Linked DNA regions of Mus musculus: region 2 is linked to region 1. Evidence: chromatin contacts called from public HiChIP or PLAC-seq data. All regions are on one chromosome and are shown on one strand. Each heading gives the region's core, a stretch centred on a gene start, on an enhancer-like site or on the middle of the called end of the contact. The rest is flanking DNA. Distances are from core to core; before and after follow the strand shown. Region 1 has its middle 18 kb from the start of Matn4. Region 2 holds the start of Wfdc10 (WAP four-disulfide core domain 10).

Region 1 (3,110 bases), core at 482-2,981:
CTTGAGGAAATGCCTCCATGAGATCCAGCTGTAAGGCATTTTCTCAATTAGTCAAGGGTGGGAGGGCCTGTTGTGGGTGGTGCCATCCCTGGGCTGGTAGTCTTGGGTTCTATAAGAAAGCAAGCTGAGCAAGCCAGGGGAAGCAAGCCAGTAAGGAACATCCCTCCATGGCCTCTGCATCAGCTCCTGCTTCCTGACCTGATTGAGTGCCAGTGACTTCCTTTGGTGATCAACAGCAATGTGGAAAGTGTAAGCTGAATAAACCCCAACTTGCCTCCCCAACTTGCTTCTTGGTCATGATGTTTGTGCAGGAATAGAAGCCCTGACTAAGACAAGGCCTTGGTCAGTGCTCCAAAGGTTTCTGGAGTTTGGCAGATCATGGGGTAAGAGTGGATCAATACAATAATCCTGTTCACTTCTCAGAAATGACATCAGTGTTCGCCTGCCAGACAACCCCAGTGTCGGATTGACAGGTGACAAAGTGTACAGTCACAACCTGTGGGATGGTTTCTATTTTGATTTGGATATGAAGTGCCCACCTCACCGAGGCTTGCTTGCCAAGAGTTCGGGGGAAATGACTGGATTAATGCCTTCGTTGATGGATCTATAATATAGCGTCCTTCGGAGGTGGTGCACGGGAGAGGTGCGGCCTAGTTTGAGAAAGGAGGTTACTACAGGTGTGCCCTAAAAATTAGTTACGCTTGTCCCCAATTCCTTGTCTCTCCCTGCTTACTGCATACCATGAGGTAACTTTGCCCCAACACGCCTTTGTGCCGTGTTTTTGTTTCATCCAGGGCCCAGAAACACAGAGTCAGATAAGGACAGATTGCCTCAAGTCAAAATATATCCCCATGCCTTTCTCTCAGATGTTTGGTCAGTCAGGAAATATGACTAGCAGAGCTTCCAGTCAGCCTTGCCTCTCCTAACATTCCTGCCTTTGTGCTGTTTTCTGTGGTAGTCAACAGGACAGACCTGTATTCCTGACTGACTGATGTTATGCAGGGGAAAGTGTGTGGCTTCCAAAGCTAAAACCTAAAAGGCCCTGTAGCTTCTACCTGGCTCTCTCGGATCACTGACTCTGGGAAGCCAGGTCACGTCACGAGGACACACATTTCTACGTTAATCCGTGAGGTGAGCAACTGAGACCTCCTGCCAGACAGCTAGAGCCAAGTTTCCAGACCTGTGAACGCACTCTCTCAGTTGGAAATAGAGCCTCCTGCCCAGTCAGCCCTCCAGATGTCTATAACGTAGCCCATAACTGGATGACGACTGTGTAATACTGCATGAGACACCTCTGCTGCTCCTGTGTTTGTGACACATGGGAACCATGAGAGATGTTTGTCATTGTAAGGCCCTAAATTTAAGGACAATGTTTCCATAGGAAGAGCTAACCAACATTTTTGACGCTAATATCTTACCCAAAGAAGTGCCACTTGGCACACAGTCAACCTCTGGCCTTCCCCACTGCAGACTATGGGAAAGGAAGGCAACAGCCGATGGCGTCTGAAGTCTAAATGCAGGTATCATTAAAGTCCTTACACGGTGGACATCCTGTGCCCACTCCATCCCGGAGCCATGAGCTACACGTAGCTGTTGAGCAACTCCATTTTTACATGTTAAAGAGCCATGGTGGCTGGTGGCTGCTGTGCAAACTGAGCAGGTCTAGCCCATTCAGAGTTCACGCTACAGGAAAAGCGGTGAACTACGAGAGCCAGAAACTCACCCAAGGGACTCGAGGAAACAGAACTTAGGGTCCCTAGAGAGATATGAGACCAGGTGCTGTGAAGGCCGACCACCCCCACAGTGAAGGGACTGTGAGCAATGGAAACCCTCTGATAGGCCCTCACTATGTGGATTCAAATCCTACCTCCGCCACTGGTGAACGATCGATTTGGACACGTTCTTTTAACCTTTCAGATGAAGTTTGTCCCATTTCTAACGACTGTTTCCTGCAGCTGTGCTAACAGGCCCAACCATGAAACACCAAGTTCCTGGCTGGTGTAGTTAAGTCCTCTGGCTGCTTCTTCCCATGGGGCCACATGGTGCCAAACCCAAGTCACCAAGGTCAACGGGCCACAAATCGAGGCTCCACTCTGCAAAGATAAGCTGAGGACAGGTGGGATCCTTGGCAACAGGCCCTTTACTGCTTATGAGACTCTCAAGTGTGACAACTATAGCACAGCCCACAGAGACCAGGCAGGTGACACGGAAATAGGCAGGAACTGTGTCACGAAAGAGCCAGTCTGGGGCCTTGTTTCCTCTCAGCCATGTCTGGTTATAGTACAGTCTTGACAGCTGGCAAAGTCGATTTGTCTTCCAGCTCTAAGGCTTTTATGAGAAGTACTACGATTTCTACACACAGGGACTCAACTGAGGGTTATTTTTTCCTATTTTGATTTATTAAGTAGCGTGTGTGTCCACGTGTGTCCAAGTGTGTGTGGCCCCCACGGTTCACTTGTGGCAGTCGGAGTGTGACGTCAGCAGCTGCTTCTCTCCCGTTGTGTCCAGGACTTACACTGGAGGCCTCAGGCTGGCGTGACAAGTGCTCTTAAGACTCTGAGCCATCCCAAAGGCCCGAGGGACTCTGTGGCCTGTGTTTGTTTTTAAACCTAGTGTTGCTTAATTAAAATGGGGAGAGACAGGATGTGCTGCCCAGAGCAACGGGCACATTTTCTGGCATCTCTCCTACCTCCAAAGCCCTACTGCTGTCTCGTGTCTGTGCCCGTGTCTGGCACCCCAAAAGGTCTCCCTCTGGCTTCATTGAGTTCAAGGGATACAGAATGAATGGCTTGTAAAAAAAACCCTTTAAAATGGGCTGGAGTGAAGCCTCAGTGGTTAAGAGCACTGGCTGCTCCTCATGGAGGACCTGCATTCAATTCCCAGCAACCACATGGTGGCTCATAACCATCAGTAATGGGGTCTGACGCCCTCTTCTGGCACGCAGGTGTACATGCAGGTAGAATACTCATACACATAAAATAAAAATAAAGCTTAAAAAGAAACCCAAAATCTTATAATGGCATCGGGTGTGATGGCACACCTCTTTAATCGAGGTAGAGGCAGGTCAGCCTCTTGAGTTCTAGGTTCACCTGATCTACAGAATGCTTTTC
Region 2 (3,228 bases), core at 485-2,984, 230 kb after region 1:
ACGTGGGACCTGAGTTCAGATTCCAGCACTCACATTTAAAAAAAACCCTAGCAGTGCCACATAGACCTGTAGCCCCAGTGTTAAAGGCAGATGGGAAAAGGGAGCATTAGCCACATAGGCAGGATGAAAAATGGCAATCTCCAAGTTCAGTGAAAGACTCTATCTCAAGGGGATGAGGTAGGGAGTGACAGAGAAGGGTACCCAATGTCCTCTTCTGTTACACACACACACACACACACACACACACAGATACACACACACAGATACACACACATACAGATACACACACACACACAGATACACACACACACACACACACACACAAAGAGGTCTAGCACTCTCAAAGAGCAGACTCCTCTCAACTTGGCCTACAGGATTACAGGTGTGTGTGTGTGTGTGTGTGTGTGTGTGTGTGTGTGTGTACACTGGTGCTCTGCACAGTATATGCTAAGACTGCACACACTTGGCCAAGGAGGACGAACCGTACAAAGACAGAGCTCGGGGTTTGGAAGCCCCAGTGTGACAGTGTGGGAACACACTGAGGGGAAACTGATGAGGAGGAAAATGGTACCTGCTGTGGTTTGTAGTCTGTTCCCCAAAGGTTCCTGTGCTGGAGCCGTGGTCCCCAGAGTAACAATAGTAAGAGGGATATAACCTTTAAGAGGTGGGGCCAAGCCGGAGATATGTAGGTCCTCTGGTATGCAGAGATGGGGGTGTGGGGCATGAAGGTGGGCATATTGGGGACTGAGAATTCAGAGGCAGTGGGTGGAGAAGGTTGAGAACGGATAGGATCAATACACATTATACACAGGTATGAGGTTGTCAGAGGATAAAGAAAAGATATTTTAAAAAGCCAGGAACAAAATTTCAGAGTCTTTACGGTGCTGCGGATGGATCTGGATGTGCAGACTGTAACCATCTCCTGGGCACTCCTCAATCCCTGCTCATCCCTTCCTTGCCTGCTGCCCACAGCCCCACCTTGCTCAGCCTTGAGCATCTTGCAGAACATCGTGAATTAGGACATACATGATGGTGTGTGTGTGACATAAGTGAAATCACTGACGGAAAGGCATCTTGGGAGACGGTTACAGGATTAAATAAAAAGGGCAGAAGATGGGTCTGAGCCAAAACGAGACTCTGTGTGGCGTGCCCGGGGAAACTGAGATAATAGCGAACCAGGATCGAGGCTGGAAAGGCGGCTCGGTGGTAATGAGCACCTGCTATTCTCGCAGAGGACGGGGGTTCAGTTCCCAACTGTGGATAATGCTAGTTCCAGGGGATCTGATGTCCTGGTGTCACGTGTGGCGAGCACGCGCGCGCGCGCACACACACACACACACAGACACACACAGAGTAAATCTTTTTAAAAATGAGTCTATTTTATGGACACTAGAGGTAAACATCAGAATTCCTCACCAACCCTAAGACTCACAGCTTCAGCTCCAGACAGCCCGGCAGGACCCTGAGAGCCTTCTGTTTCTACCAACAATCCCGGCTCTGGCTCACAGACATTTGCCTCCAGGTCAGCTTTATCTGCAAACACTTTACTCAATCTCCTGAGCCCTAAACTATATATATCGTGAGGAAATTATGTTAGCGCGAAGAGGGGGCTGAAAGAGATCTCGTTTATGAGAAAAGCCACAGAGAAAAAGGGCAAGGGGCAAGAAAAGGGGAAGAAACAGGACGGCTACTGCTCTGCCCTGATTTGGCCAGCAGAGGCAGTAGAGAGGCCCCGTCCTGCTGTGGGAAAGTCTGCCATCCAGACTAGATCTGAGCTCACCGCCTGGGTCGCAGTTATGCTGTCCAGGAATCTGCTGCTCTTCCTTGGTGTGCTGTTGCTGCTTTCCCTAGCCGACGGAGGGGTCCAGCGAAGGCAGAGATATGAAGGTAGGTGGTTGGATGAGTAGGGTTTGTGGGTAGCTGGCAAGGAGCAACTGAGAACAGACCCAGAAGGGATACGACTGCATACTCTGCTCCGCAGTACTGTCCTGACTCTGGGTGACCACGGCCCCTCAGCTATGGTTCCGGACACAGTGATAAGGTGCACAGTGAACGTGCGATTCTCACCCTTTGTTCCAAAGATTCAGAAACAAACGGTGATGGAAGGGGCCCCATGGTTGAAAATCCAGGGGGCAAACTTTCGTACTTGGGAGGGCTTAAACTCTCAGAGGTGTTCAGTGGGGAAGAGGGGTGTAGAAATGGGCATAGGTGCAGAAACCAAAACATTGATCATGAAAGAGGTAGGGATGGAGTTGCCACCTGGGGTGGGGGGTGGGGGTGGGTAAAAAGTAAATGATGAAGAGGACAGAACACTTCACTAGACAGCAAGACAGCAGAGGAAACAGAGAGGCTGGAGGCCGATTTGTTAGCCTCACGGACCCTGAGAATTCTAAGGAGCTGAAAGGGTCCGTGAACTACCTCCGGTTTCTATGAGCCGGGTAAGAATACACATTTCACAGAGATGGCGCCATTGCGGCTCTTTCTACTAGGAGAGATTGGTCGTGGGTGTAGGTATGAGGAAGAGGAAGAGGGGACCCAGACACGAATAGCTATAGGGAGGTGGTGAGATTATCACGGGGCATGAGATTTAAAACACAACTGATCAGCAGGACTGAGCACAAACAGAAAAGTTGCCTGGGAAAATGCAGGCACAGCGGGAGTGTTCAGCACACTGCTGGAACTTTAAGCTCAAGAGGGATTCTCTCCAGGCAGCCACTCTGCTCACCTACCTGACCGTCCCCCTTTTTGTAGCACCAGTTCACACTGAGATCAAGGAGTGTGAGGGGAAGCCCAAACGGTATCTGTGCAGCCGCCATTGTGAAGCCCACCAAGACTGCCAAGCAAATAACATCTGCTGCTCCGCTGCATGTGGCAATGTTTGCGTGAACCTGTTGGATAAAGACGTATGGGAGATGCCTGTCACCCCTCCCTCTGACTATGTCTACCCAGAGAGTGGGTCCCCGCCCAGCTTTGAAGGAGATATGATTCTGCCTGGAATTACCTTGTCATCTCTCACCACTGCTGTTACTAAATAAACAAGCACCTGCCTCCTTCATATACACTCTTAATAATCACTGATGCCCAGTGCGCTCCTCTCGGGCCCAGTTCCCACCCCCACCCCTTGTTGGTAATTTGTCTCTAGTTTGTCCTGTTGTCTTGTGCACCCACTCCAATTCCAGGAGGCTCCAGCACACCAAACCAGCTCTACCACAACACATATCTCCTGTA

Evidence for each region. HiChIP or PLAC-seq counts read pairs in DNA pulled down with a chosen protein or histone mark.
Region 2: an H3K27ac HiChIP or PLAC-seq map of large pre-B cells shows a contact between it and region 1, with 2.2 times the contacts expected there. The contact joins the promoter of Wfdc10 here to the enhancer-like site in region 1. A contact is called at or near these places in 4 of 39 promoter capture datasets (HPC-7-derived erythroid cells, cranial neural crest, frontonasal cranial neural crest and 1 more), 1 of 15 datasets of contacts at CTCF or cohesin (large pre-B cells), 1 of 484 Hi-C or Micro-C datasets (the HL-1 cell line), 3 of 115 datasets of contacts at active chromatin or transcription factors (embryonic stem cells and large pre-B cells) and 1 of 9 other capture datasets (embryonic stem cells).

Annotation. Positions count from the first base shown.
Region 1 is chr2:164,421,075-164,424,184 of GRCm38.p6, forward strand. No RefSeq gene overlaps it. Among named protein-coding and RNA genes, the nearest start is that of Matn4, 18 kb to the left of the region's middle. Within about 2 kb of position 1,732, at least 70 of the 459 cell types and tissues checked have an H3K27ac peak or open chromatin away from gene starts, as enhancers often do.
Region 2 is chr2:164,654,312-164,657,539 of GRCm38.p6, forward strand. It overlaps Wfdc10 (WAP four-disulfide core domain 10), which reads left to right and starts at 1,735. Exons shown (of 2, transcript NM_001039501.2): 1 at 1,735-1,887; 2 at 2,752-3,057. The coding sequence starts at 1,797. The coding sequence ends at 3,035. It overlaps Wfdc9 (WAP four-disulfide core domain 9), which reads right to left and starts at 655. Exons shown (of 4, transcript NM_001160414.1): 1 at 572-655.